2 separate regions of the Macaca mulatta genome follow, and region 1 is linked to region 2. The links are chromatin contacts, called in public Hi-C maps. All regions are on one chromosome and are shown on one strand. Each heading gives the region's core, a stretch centred on a gene start, on an enhancer-like site or on the middle of the called end of the contact. The rest is flanking DNA. Distances are from core to core; before and after follow the strand shown. Region 1 overlaps ELMO1 (engulfment and cell motility 1). Region 2 overlaps ELMO1 (engulfment and cell motility 1).

Evidence for each region. A called contact is a pair of places that touch in the nucleus more often than the background predicts.
Region 1: a contact with region 2 is called in a Hi-C map of CD4 T cells, with 3 times the contacts expected there. The contact joins two enhancer-like sites. A contact is called at or near these places in 2 of 14 Hi-C or Micro-C datasets (CD4 T cells and cortical neurons).

What each region holds. Positions count from the first base shown.
Region 1 is chr3:91,048,642-91,055,114 of T2T-MMU8v2.0, forward strand. ELMO1 (engulfment and cell motility 1) reads left to right here. Exons shown (of 22, transcript NM_001257647.1): 2 at 2,347-2,497. The coding sequence starts at 2,420. Among named protein-coding and RNA genes, the nearest start is that of ELMO1, 110 kb to the left of the region's middle. Within about 2 kb of position 2,145, at least 12 of the 40 cell types and tissues checked have an H3K27ac peak or open chromatin away from gene starts, as enhancers often do. A contact at or near this core is called in CD4 T cells, where this site is marked.
Region 2 is chr3:90,952,292-90,959,676 of T2T-MMU8v2.0, forward strand. The region is part of intron 1 of ELMO1 (engulfment and cell motility 1); the gene reads left to right. The region is part of intron 4 of LOC144340197; the gene reads left to right. Among named protein-coding and RNA genes, the nearest start is that of ELMO1, 12 kb to the left of the region's middle. Within about 2 kb of position 5,915, at least 14 of the 40 cell types and tissues checked have an H3K27ac peak or open chromatin away from gene starts, as enhancers often do. A contact at or near this core is called in CD4 T cells, where this site is marked.

The DNA.
Region 1 (6,473 bases), core at 895-3,394, 93 kb after region 2:
TCTCAGCAGGCTTCCCTAATCGTCTTTGGTCAAAGGAGTAGCGGTTTTGTTTTGGTTCATTTCCTTTACTTGTCAGCTGCACTGAAGTTAGTTATTTATATAACTGCTGGTGGTGGTGAGAATTCCATTAACTCTGCTATCTCTGTTGTCTCAGTAACGTCCAGCTACTGCTGAGATCTGGGATAGTAACTGACAAGGCTTACTCTGGTCTGATAAAGGACCAAATGCACATGTTTAAGATCTTCATTACAGATACCAATTTCTCAAAAAAGACAAGAGAACCTGATAGAAAAGGGGCAAAGGTTTGGACTGTTCACAAAAAGGGAGGGTGTGTCTTTTCCTCTTTATGTTCAACCTCACAATAAGAGAAATAGAATTTAAAAATAGATTAAGATTTTATTTTTCAACCTGTCAGGTTTGCAAAAATTCATTCTGTTAGTGAGGCTGGGTATAAATAGGCCACATCATACCAGTCCAATGGAGAGAAATTTGGAAATGGCTATCAATATTAACTGCATCTGTGCTTTGACCCAGCAGTTTTACTTCTGTGAATCTATTGTAAGGATGTACCTGCATATGTGCAAAATTAGTTAGACATAAGTTTATGGATCATAGTTTGGTTTATGATAAGTAAACTTAAGAAATCACCCAGTGGTCCACAGCAGGGGACTGGTTCATCAAATAGGACACATCCACACAATGAACTACTATGTAACTGTAAAAAGAATCAGGATGCTCTCTTTGTACTAACATAGAAGGATTTAGAAAATATACTGAAAGAAACAAAAAGAATGCTCCCTTTTGGCCAGGCACGATGGCTCACACCTGCAATCTCAGCACTTTGGGAGGCTGAGGAGGGCGGATCACCTGAGGTCAGTAGTTTGAGATCAGCCTCACCAACATGGTGAAATGCTGTCTCTACTAAAAATACAAAAATCAGCCATGTGTGGTGGTGTGCGCCTATAATCCCAGCTACTTGGGAGACTGAGACGGGAGAATCACTTGAATCTGGGAGCTGGAGGTTGTCTTGAGTCAAGATCATGTCCCTGTACTCCAGCCTGGGCAACAGAGGGAGACTGTCTCAAAAAAAAAAAAAAAAAAAAAAAAAAAGCTGCCTTTTATATAAAGAAAGTGGAAATGCAATAATGTATTTTTGTATTTGCCTTCTATACTTGAAGAAATTCTGGAGGGATACCTAATCACTTGGATAACTGGAAGGATAAGGAGTGAAAGCAGATATTGGGCCGGTGGGTGACATTGGGAGAAGAGACTCTACAATGTACATCTTTGTACACACAAACACACAAGTTTGTATCACATGATTGTTAACAAACTAATTTTAAAAAGAAATGGGGCCAGGCCAGGTGGCTCACACCTGTAATCCCAGCACTTTGGGAGGCCGAGGTGGGCAGATCACCTAGAGTTCAAGACCAACCTGGCCAACATGGCGAAACCCTGTCTCTACTAAACATACAAAAATTAGCCAGGCATGGTGGTGGGCCCCTGTTATCTTAGCTACTCGGGAGGCTGAGGCAGGAGAATTGCTTGAATTTTGCAGTGGGCCAAAATTGTGCCACTGGGCAACAGAACCAGACTCTGTTTCAAAAAAAGAAAAAAAAAAAAAAAAAAAGAAATGGGCTAGCCTGGGAAGAGGTCGCAGAGGATAATGGTTGCCTCCTTTGTGTAAGAAGCACGATTCATTCAAGTGAGAATTCAGAGTCTGTTCTGAATGCCATCCAATCCACAGCTGTACATTTTTCTGCCCCGCCCCCCCCACCGAAGGTGCATTGTGGGAACTGACCTTGTGGGGGGAGTATGAGTGTGCATGTGTGTGAGCTCTCAGGGTGTTTCTCCTTCATGATATCCTGGTTGCTATAGTGCGGAGATCTATTTGTGACACGCAGAAAACACTTTAAAGAAACACTGCTTCCTGACCATGACTTCCTGGGCAATCTGTCCTTCCGGAGACTGTTGAGCGCCAGACATTTACATGCATGTCTGGACAGAGAGTGAGCCTGGCTCATTCAGACCCTGGGCACCATTTGGAACAGAACTCAGTGGTAAGGAATAGCTTTCTTTCCACTGAAGATTCACACAAGCCGTGCCCCACAGGGCAGCGTCTCCTGGCGGCTTTGACTCAAGGGCGTTGGCACGGGTACCCCCATCTTTCTTCTTTCCTCAGGAGCCCGTCTTACCGTTGGCTGTGCCCCTCACCTCCAGCACCCAGACACCAAGGGGAGCCGTTTTTCATACCAAACCACCATGAAAACAGGAAGTGATGAAGCAAAATTCACCCTGCATCGGCACTGAGTGACTTCTCTTTCTTTTTCTGTCATTCCTCATTAGGTATAGACACGTGTGGCCGTTTACACTGTAGGATCCCCAGTCCCACTGGCTTTGAACATTTTGGGGGCTTACAATGCCGCCACCCGCGGACATCGTCAAGGTGGCCATAGAATGGCCGGGCGCCTACCCCAAACTCATGGAAATTGATCAGGTTAGTAACGTGACAGCCTTGGGTGTTTATTTTCAGTTTCCTTTCTATATGGGAATTTTCATAGACTTTGGATAGTTCGCTCTTCTCCCTTTCTTCCTCTAGCTGTGTTGAAAAATCTGTGCAGTAATAGTTGCAATGTAGCTTGATCTCTGTGGCACATATAATAGTGATGGATGGAGTTTTTATACTCTTCCAGCATCCACTTGGATTGTGTCAATGCAGGATTTGTGTCTGAAGCTGGGAAGGAGGTGGGAGGGACAAGTGGATCGGGCCCTGGGCAGTTGACACAGTGGAGGCTGCCCCATCCCTGCCTTGCCATGACACATGAATATGTGCAGATTGTTGGAACACAGACAAGACAAAACTTAATTTTTAAAATCACTTTTTTCTTCATTTTTTGCAGAAGCAGCGAAATGCACTGATACTTTGTTACATTAATAGTTTTATAATGAAATTAGTATAGAAGGGTTCAGTCTTGGATTTCAGCCAATTGTAATTTTTATTTTTAGTGTAAAATTCACTATGTGTCTAGCATATTGTCTGCCATGAAGTAAATACTCAACAAGTGTTTATTGAATTAAAAAATATCAAGAAGACTTATAAAAGTGGTTTGACCCATAAAGACATCCTTTAACTTGAGTCTTGAGAATTGTATGGTGTGATTCTCATGCACTGTTTGATTATAGGTTATCTCGGAATGGTTCATTTTGTCCTCACTTTACTGTAGTCATTCAAGAGCAAATGATTTAAGAAATAAAAGGTTGAGACCTAATATATACTTACGGGTTTTATAATGTATATAATATAGGGTTCTAAATGGCTTTCTACATTTTAAAAATTATAATACCATGGCAACTCCAATCTTTATGTTCTCTATGCTATTTTACGATTATGATTTACAATTTTTTTCCTGATCAGATTTTATTATCTGGCGGCAGATCAATGCAAGAGTTATATGGAATTGTGTGAATCCAAAGGAATCATTAAAATGAATTATATGGGTCAGATCAGAATTAATTGAACTTAAACTTAAATGTAAGAAAGGGTAAATTTTTGGGATTTTTGTCAAAAAAGCTGTCATCAGACCACACATCATTGTCATTTTAACTGCTGTCTAAGGTAGTTTTCTAGTGACTCAAGAAGCAACCTATACAAATAGAGAAGAGTAGAGATGCCTAATAGTTTCGGATACTTTTGAGTCAGGCAACAGATGCTTATCTGCTTTCATGTGTGGTTTGAGATGCTAGTTAAAATTTACCTTAAGAAAATGTTTGGAGATACTTGGTGCAGACTAAATGTAGTTTGGATTAGGTTTGGCCACAGCCTGAGAGACCGATGGCTTCAATGAGATAGAAGTTGGTCTCACACACGTGTAGAGGTCCTGAATGCCCTGCAGTGGCATGCACTCGGGCCCTCTGTCTTGTTGCATTGCCCTTCTCAGTCTGTGGGGCTTTGGATCACATGCTTGGGCATCACCTGAAAGCACATTAGAAATGCAGAATCTCTGGTCTTATTCCAGACCTCCTGACCGAGTCTGCATTTTAACAAGATCCCCAGGGTATCCCTGTGCATAGTTCAATCTGAGACTTGCTGAGCTAGATACCTGGTGCCCAAGCCCGGTACTCATCAGAACTACCCAGGCACTTACTCGAAATAACTGTTTTCAGTGGTCCCATCCCAAGAGACTCTAATTTAGTGGTTCTGGTAAACTATTTAATTCTGATTCTGCCATGGTCAGTGCAGTTTGAAAACCTCTGCTTTAAGACAGCAGCTCTTAATAGACAGTCCTCCTTACCTGTGAGGTGAGTGTAGTGTTCTCTGCCTTTGGAGGTGTCCTTTGCTATGTGTGTGTTTTAATGTATATATTTTAAATTATCTGTTTATTTTGGAATAATTTTAGATTGACAGAAAGCTACAAAGATTGTGTATGCTTACATTTATACCCTTTTTCCAGTTTCCCCTCAGGTTAAAATCTTAATCTTGTTACGTTAGTCAAAACTAAGAAGTTGACGTTGATACATTACATTAACATAACTACCAACTTTATTTGGATTTCATCAGATTTTCCACTAATGTCCTTATTCTGTTTGAGGATCCAATCCAGGGATACCAATTGTCATGTTTCCTCAGTCTCCTTCCATTTTGGACAATTTCTCAGTCTTTCCTTGTTTTTCATGGCCTGATAACTTTGACAAGTACTTGTATGTTGATACAATTTTAAACACACAAAAATTGCAAGGATAGTACAAAGAACTCTGTACCTACTTTTCCAGAATCATTTGATGGAGCCTTGGAAGCACCATCCCCCTTCACCCCTGAACACTCAGTGTGTATGTCCTAATATCGTAACCATTCTCTTACATAATAATCACAGTACATTTCTAAAACCAGAAATAAATTGAATAGTGGTATAATGCTATCGTCAAATTCAAAGTTTGTAATTCATATTCAAATTCCATCAGTTGTCCCAATAAGGTCCTCTATAGGGCCTTATTTTCTCTATGGTATATTATCCCATCCAGGATCATGTAGTATGTTTATTGTCAGATCTCTTTGATCTCCATTGATCTCTAGAAATTTCTCAGTCTTTACCTTTTGTGACCTTGACGTTTTTGTAGAGTACAGGACAGCTGTTTTAGAAAAAGTCTTCAGTTTGAGGTTCTCTTACATATCCTACTGATCAGATTCGAGTTTTGTATTTTTGGCAGAAATGTAGAGAAATGATGTGTCCTTTTTGGCTCATCATATCAAGAGGTACATGATGTTGCATTATCTGATTCTTGGTGATTATTCTGATTTTACAGATGACAAGTGTAAACAATTGCTTAAATTGTAGGCCTCCTGTTAATCACTTATGGAAACCTAGACAGACAGGTAGGAACCCAGACTCTTGCCCTGCAGTTGCCGGAATTACAGTGAGACTTATGGAAGTGTTGCTGTCAGATGTTTCTTGATTGAGTCAGAAGTTGGCATGAGAATTAGAAGTATGTTTTCACATGCAATGAAGAGTAGAAGAAATGATCATTACTTGGGTTTTCTCCTTACCTTCTACCTTGTTCAGTAAAGAGCACATAACCTGCCTCTCTCTCTCTCATAGCATGTTAGCTTCATTTAGAAAGCTCTTTGCTTCTTTTTAGCCTGGATAGCTGCTATTTCACTAAAAACCATTTCCAAAAGTTGGGTTAAGCACTGCTGCTCTATTGTCTCCCAAAAGTTTGGGTGCCCCTCCACTTACCACATTGTGTTGTGCTTGTCTATCAACTGAACCCAGTGGTCCTCAACCTTGAGTGTGTACAAGAAGCATCCAGTGAACTTATACAATATGCATATACCACCTTGTGCAAAATGCAGCCCCAGCCGCAGAGATCGTGATTCTGTTGGCCAGGGACAGGGCCTTTCTTCTGCATCTGTGATAAGCACCAGATGAATCTAATCCAAGGGCTTCCACAGTTTGAGAAGCAGTCATTAAACTGGGAACTGCCTGTCTTTGACTGTGGTTTCTCCTTGCCTGGTGAACAGTCCTTAAAATGAAAAGATACTTCATGAATGAATCACTGGGAGGAGGCGCTTCCTGAGTAGTGATTATCTTATCAGGTACTCAGTTCTGCTCAGCCACCCTCCATCAGTGCCTGGAGTTGTCAGAGGGACGTCTGCCCATGATGGACTTGTTTCTCTTCTTTCTAAATATTTAGGAGAAAATTCTGTGTTTCCACTCAGCAGGAAACCCCCCCAGGAGCTTCTTACACATGGACTTCGCTGTATCACGGGAAGGTCTCAAAAGAATTACCAGCTCACTGGTTCCTGACTCCTGCTCTTGCCTTCACAATGTATTGTTGAATTTCAAGCTTGGGGGGCCACTTGAGGCTGAGGATGTTTGTTGTCTGGATACATCAAGGCTCCCGCATCCACTGTTCTTGTTAACTTATTATGTCCTGAATAATGTATGTGTTTCTCGGTCAAGAGTCTGGAATCCCAA
Region 2 (7,385 bases), core at 4,665-7,164:
GATTGCTCATTTTTGGTCAAGTGAGGAGTGAATTCCAATAACACTCAGTCAGGCTGGTTTTTACTTGACTCCTGTCCACCCTCCAACTCGCCCCACCGCACAGATTCCTAGATTTTTTTTTGAGATAGAGTCTCGCTGTGTCGCCTAGGCTGGAGTGCAGTGGCGCGATCTTAGCTTTCTGCAACCTCTGCCTCCTGAGTTCAAGCGATTTTCCTGCCTCAGCCTCCTGAGTAGCTGGGATTGCAGGTGCCCACCACCATGCCTGGCTAATTTTTGTATTTTTAATAGAGACAGGGTTTCACCATGTTGGTCAGTCTGGTCTCGATCTCCTGACCTCGTGATCCGCCCGCCTCTCCCTCCCAAAGTGCTGGGATTACAGGCGTGAGCTGCTGCGCCCAGCCTCTTTTTTTTTTTTTTTTTTTTTTTTGAGATAGAGTCTCCCTCTGTTGTCCAGGCTGGAGTGCAGTGGCATGGTCTCGGCTCACTGTAACCTCCACCTCCTGGGTTCAAGTGATTCTCCTGCCTCAGCCTCCTGAGTAGCTAGGACTACAGGTGCCTGCCACCACGCCTGGCTAATTTCTGTATTTTTAGTAGAGACGGCGTTTCACTATATTGGCCAGGCTGGTCTCAAACTCCTGACCTTGTGATTGGCCTGCCTTGGCCTCCCAAAGTGTTGTGATTACAGACGTGAGCCACTGTGCCTGCCCCCTAGATTTCTTTATAGTGGACCTGTGCCTCACTTATTCCCATTGTGGACCACTCTGGGAAGTGACCACTACTCAAAAATTTTGGTTTGGGGGAATGGGACTGATTATTTGATATATTAAATAATAAATGTGCTGTACATATGTGTGTGTGAGAGACAAAGACACACACACACGCCACACATACACCCATGCAGCTCTCCTAATAATGAAAGGCCTTTAGAAGCAAAGAAACGATTATATCAGCTGCTAAATCCTGTTTTCTCCAGTGCTATCACTTTTATAGTAAGTCAGCACAAATCACATGAAATTAAGCATTTTGTCAAGGAATGAATATGTTTCCATCATCTCTAGGCTTACTGCACTGCCAGGAAGCGACTTTGACTCATTAGAACTACTTTCTCAATTACTGTCCATTCTCCAGCTGAAGGTTTTTGAGAAACATTTGCTTGGGTTTTTATGAGAGAAGCACAGTAAAGCTTTATTTTTTAATTGTAATATATTTTAAAAACAGATGTTGGGCTTATCCTTGAAACGTATATAAATATTTTCAAGCCAAACTATTGCTGGGCTTATAGCCCTGATCATAATGCTTCATTCAGTCATTCAGTCAGTCTACAGCCATTTTGCTTGCTACAGCCAATTTGTATGCTGTAGCCTGGGCACTCCATATGTGGAGAAGGGGTAGGGAGGGCTGTAACAGAGGCAGATCTGTTAAGAGATGGTCATAACAGTATGCTAAAGGTATGTTTACCGTGATTGCAGATCACAGAGGTAGGTGTTCACAAATGAAGTGACTTTTGAGAAAGATCTGGAAAGCTGAGTATTAAAAGAAAGAATATGATACGTCCAGGGAATATAGCAATCAGGGTGGTGGAGGACAGTCTGGAAGGGGCTTTACATCAGCAATCCCAGGAGCTGGGCATTTGGATTGAGCAGAAATGAAAGCCGAAGGGTTTTAGGCAAGGAAAAGATGCAGTGGGATTCCAGTGACAGCAACCTGGAGGATAGATTAGATGATACAGCTGGAGGGAGGGGCAGAGAAAAGATGGGAGCTCCTGCTAGGCCTGCCTAAGTAAATACATGGTCTTGGTCAGATGAATAAATAAACAAAGCAGTGTGCTTGCTGTGCCAATGAAACTTGGAGACAGGTTGCCCAGCCCCCACCTTCCAGCCTGAGCCCCTCAGCGGGTGCCAGCCAGAGTCTGAGCAGAGGGAAAGGAGGGCAGGCCTGCACACACCGTGTTTGCCTGTAGATACTGATGACAAAATTAAATGATTTGCTAACTGATTGGATTTGGGGAAAAGGAAAAGGAGTCTTTGTGGTTTAAAGCGACATAAGCACACACTTGTTAATGGAGGGTTCAGATCTCCTGTTGAGTACACAGCTGGGTGACTTCAGGTAAGTTAGTGACCTTCCTTGGCCTCGTTTTCACATCTTTCAAATATAGGTAATGTAAGTCCCTACCTCTTCGAGTAGCTGAGATGATTAAATGCAATCATGATTGTAAAGTAGCGTACCCTAAAGGCATTGGGTTGGGTTTGCTATTATTATTGAGGTTATTATTACTGATTCAGTAGTTTCTAGTTAGGTTCTTTATTAAACTATCTTGCTAAAATCATATAAAAACATGCATTTTGTGTTTAATTTTCTTCAAGTGACCTAGGTAACTCCTCCTAAAGTCTTGACTAGAATTAGTTTGCTTAATATGTCTTTTCTTCAAGAAAACAAGAAGAAAGTTGGGGTTGGCAGGGAAAGAAGAGATGTTGGTCAAAGCCAGATAGACAGTTTCAGTTAGACAGGAGGAATAAGTTCTGGTGATTTTATTACACAACATGGTGGCAATAGTTAATAATTATATATTATATATTTCAAAACAGCTAAAAGAGGGGATTTTAAATGTTCCCACCACAAAGGAATGCTAAATATTTGAAGTGATAGATATGTTAATTTGCCTGATTTTATCATTCCTTAGGTATGCATGTATCAATACATCCAATCGTACCTCATACATATGAATGATTACTATTTGTTAAATAAAAATGAAACTTAAACCAGTACAGGAGAAGTACCAACTGTTAAAATACAGACTGGGATGAGTTATGATTGACTGTGAATTAAAATAACTGATGTAATGACTCAAGTTAGCAATTTAGGGTTCTCAAGCAAAAGCTCTTCTAAATAGATATATGTCCAGTTCAATTTGAGCTAACCTGAGATTTTACTGTTTTATTGTATTATTAATTTTTTTTTTTTACTTTGAGGGGAGAGAATGGAGATGGCTCCACTGGAGCTCTTTCCCTTTTCTTGATTCCAGCTTTTGGGGCTGTTTGCATTTGTCCAAGTGTGCACAGGGGCCCTGGGAGAAACCCCATGTCACTGGAGTAACAGTGAAGGAGCAATTGGCAGGACTTTCATTCAGTTGAACTGGGTTTCATATGATTATGTTACGTGTAAAAGAGGGTCAATGGGTCCAATAGTGTTTTGGAAATGTCCCTTTTTGAATCATTAGGAACCTTCCACCAAGTAGGGGACTGCTGAAATGTTCATTGGCAGATGGGTGGTTGTAAAGTGTTACATTTTCTTCTTTAATCTGAGCCAGATGATCAAGCTGCCAACCAGATTAAAAATTATCCTGGGGATAAAAGTGGAAAAATAAAAGAAGAATGTCTGTAGTCCCAAGTGTATAGACCCAGTGTGGCCCCATTGTCCCAGCACATTCAATTACACCAGCTTTCACTTTCAAAGTGCCCTGGATCGGACAATTCATTTTATGGCCACCTAAGTAGAAGCCACCTGCTTCCATTTCCAATCATTCTCTCTGGCTATGGTCGGTTTGTTTGGGTGCTTTTTCCACTTACTGCTTCTTCAGGAAGGCAGCAACTAGCTTACAGGCACACCAGCTCATTAAGCAGTAGCTCATGTACCCATTAAACAGTCACTTAGTAACAGCTTTTAAGGAGTGGGTTGAAAAAGAGAGAAACCTTAATCTAGACACTAAAATGCCCTGGATAGAAGTAGGAGTGTCAGACAGCCATGTGCCAAACAGAAACTGCTTCTCCAAATTAGTGCTTTGAAAATGATGTCTTTTGGTCTCCACCTTGACTTCCATTACTATAGTCATGAAAATCACTTGTCTAATGACTGTATGTAAATCTTTATTGGACCTGACAAATACACAGTCTTCAGTGTGAAAAAATTCTGGTCACTTTCTTTTACCTAGGAGAGTGGTAAACATGGGTTATTCAGCAGCTAGAGTGTCCACTGTGTAGCAACGCCTCTTTTCTATATATCAGGATTGGTGTGTACCTTGAAATAGAATCCAGTGGTAAATACATGTTTAAAGACCCATAAGAAGACTTAGGTAATGAAATACGATCTACAGTAACTCACTGGAGAGTTATGTTCATACCAAAATATCTAGCAGCTTAAAAGTGATTTCAAACATGTACCCATTTTACAGATGAGGGAATTCAGGTGTCTGGGAAGCTGGCTGCCCAACTTCACATAGACTCAAAACCATACCCTCTTTTCTGCAGCATACCATATGGTACATACCCCTGCTGCCAAGTTTTCGTCACTTTTGCCTCGGTTGAACCTGTCACACTGGATCATTATGTTGAGTTGAGCTACTTGGTGAAGGATGGTGAACAATTTGCTGCCTCAGGAGCACGTAAAAGAGCGCGATCGGGGCAGCAAAGCATTACCCCAGCTGTGGCTGACTGCCTGAGGGTGGTAGAGAGAAGAGCGCATAATAGAGATTCCTTTATATACCCAGTGAGACAACCTCCCACAGTCACAAGCGTTGTCATCTAATTATTGTCAACTGGTTTAGGGCCATGTTGAATCTTTTCAAATGTGTTGCTAACAATTCTAGCATGTGCAAGTGTGTAATGAAACAGTCTGAGACTCGGCGTCTGGACCTGGGAATGATAAGACGGGCAGATGAGGGTGTCTGAAAATACAAGAAGTTGTGAAAATTCTCGGATTTGTTTTTATCTCAACATATATCTTTAAGACAATTTTTCATGACTAGATCAAAGCAAGGCCCAGAGAAATGGCATAACAGTAGTTTTAATGTTGAGTTTCACCTTTTCGAAACCCAGAAGTTGTATTAGGAATAGTTTGGTCCATCCATTAGAAGTGATAAGTGCTTTGAAGAGTATTGGATCATATGCAGGGGGAGGGAAACCACCATAGGACTTTAATCCTTGGCTAGGGAGAGACTGCTGCCTTTACCTTTCAGGAAAGGGATCAGAGTATTTTAAATTCTTAATTGCTACTGTGTGCCTGAATTTGTTCCAGCATTTGATTCGGAAATAGTCTTTATTTTTCTCCTTTTGCTTTTTCAAGGCTAGTCAAGTGAAGCAGTGGTAGAACAAAGAAATCCGTAACTGGTTATGATCAATTAGTTGTAAACACCTCGGCACTTGGACCAAACGGAAATATTCATTTGTTAATTCACAGGTATTTATTGAGCACCTGCTGTGTACCGTGTGGTGTACTAGGTGATACGTAAACAATGGTGAGCCTCCTTCCGAGAGAAAAGTAGGCCTGTTGTTGATTTCAACAACAGCTGGGCTGCTTACACACCAGAGGAGGAAGTATGCATTGATCAAAGGATCACACGAATAAGTGTGATGTTTGAACTCTGCTAAGGGCTGTTGAAGGGGGAAGTTACTGATGCCGGGGGAGCCTACAACAGGGAGATTAATGTAGTCAGGGAGGTCAGGGAGGAGGGTGAAAGAATGTTACTGGGTACAGACAACTAGCACGTGAAGGCTGTGTAAAAGGCTGACCTTGGATGTTGCAGGAACTGGGGAGCAGAGTGCCTGAGGCAGGGAGCACTCCAGCCGTGGATTAGACTGGAGAGGAGGGCTGATCGGGATCATGGGGCTGAGCTTTTATCAAAAGGGCAAAGGGAAGTCACTGAAGACTTTTACCCAAGGGAGTGACGTGATCAGATTTATGCTTTGAAAAGATCCTTCTGGCTTCAATGTGTAAATTTTACATCATTTAAAATTGGTCACAATGTGACTGTACAATCACTCTTGTTAGAATCTAACCATTTCTAAAAGAATCAATTTAGCCACTAGTGTCTTCTTTAAATTTTAAACAGCAATTTAAAAGAGTGATTTAGCATGGGTAATGCAACCACTTAGGAATGATGAAGTACCTAGTTCTGTGGTTCTCAGACTTCAGAATGCTTAAGAATCACTGGGGACCCAGGAAACCACATTTTTAGCAGCCTCTCAGGTGATGCAAGTGCACGTGGTCCCAGACTTCACTTTTCTCTTCTTTCAAGAAGCGTCATCCTAGAAAGTGGTGAGTAAAAAGAAATTATAAACCTCAAGGTACCACCTAATCAGGCAGCTAGAAGAGGATGGAACCTCCTTAGAACCTCCTATTGCCCAGGTTTGAACCTGGATCTGTTCTCCCAATCCCGGGGGGATTTTCTTCCAGTGCACCTGAAATGGATTCTAAATCCTTTGAGTTACTTTTTTCATTTATTTTCTAATCCTTTCATATGCAGCTGTTTTCTCAGATCTGTGGCTCACTCTCTGTGTGTCTCTGATATTTTACTTTTCATCTTTGTCGCCGTTTAATAAAAATCTTGTTCCATAAGTCCCAGATGAGATTTGGGGGCAGGCAGGGGTTCTGAGGGGGTGGGTTAGCCTGGCCTGATGAGGAGGGGAGAGGAAAAGCCCCTCTGTAGGTGTTACTTATTTTGCCCCCTGCAGCAGGAGACAGGGCATGTATAGGGGAGAGACTCGTTCATGACCGCCAAAATAGGGAATTATTTTCAGAGACATAAAGACTCAGGGACACCAGAAGAATTCGCTTTTGGGGGGCTTTCCTTGAGGCACCCTGCTCTCTGGGTCTTCAAATACTGCCCGTCTTCAAATACTGCTCAGAAGCCATCAGTGAGGGATAAGGTGGGCTCATGATTCTTCCCTTGCAAGTGAGCATAAGACCCCAGAATTCCGAATCAGGTGAAATCAGGTTGAAATGAATATTAAGGGGAAACACCAAGCAAAAGAGAAGTCATGCCAGAGGTGTCCGGCAGTTTGGTGGGCTGGGAGAGAGAGGCCCCTGGCTTCCTTTGTGAGTGAAGTGCCTGGATCACATGATATGAGTGGATGGTCACCTCCTCTGGGAACCTTCCGTGACTTCTGGCATTTGCTCCTTGGACACATGAAGTGCTTCCCTGTGCTGGCATTGATTGTGCTGTTTCACACTCTGTTTCATGTCCTTCTCCCTGAGTAGCCTGGAGGGCTCATGGCAGGTGTTCCCAGGCTGAGCCCATAAGAAGTACTCAGTAAATGTCTGTAGACAGAAGCACTATTTTTCATGCATGTGAGCGCTGCGTCCTTTTCACAGTCCTTTAAAATGGTTTCTTCGTCTTTGAGTAAGGGCCCTGGGGATACTCTATTTAGGGATGTCTGGCATGTAACTCTCGCTGTCCCCAATTTTGCTGAAGACCCAAGGTCACTGATAGAGGAGCCTCTGGGTGTTGGAGAGGCACACGGCCGTGCAATGCCCTAACCCTAGGAGGCAACAGTTACTGCCTTAGTGTCATTCCACTGTGCCCAAATCCACTCTAGATAAAATGAACATTACAGAAGAAGAAACCAACATTTTGTCATTGCATTACTCTCTGCAGAAGTATTCTTACTTGC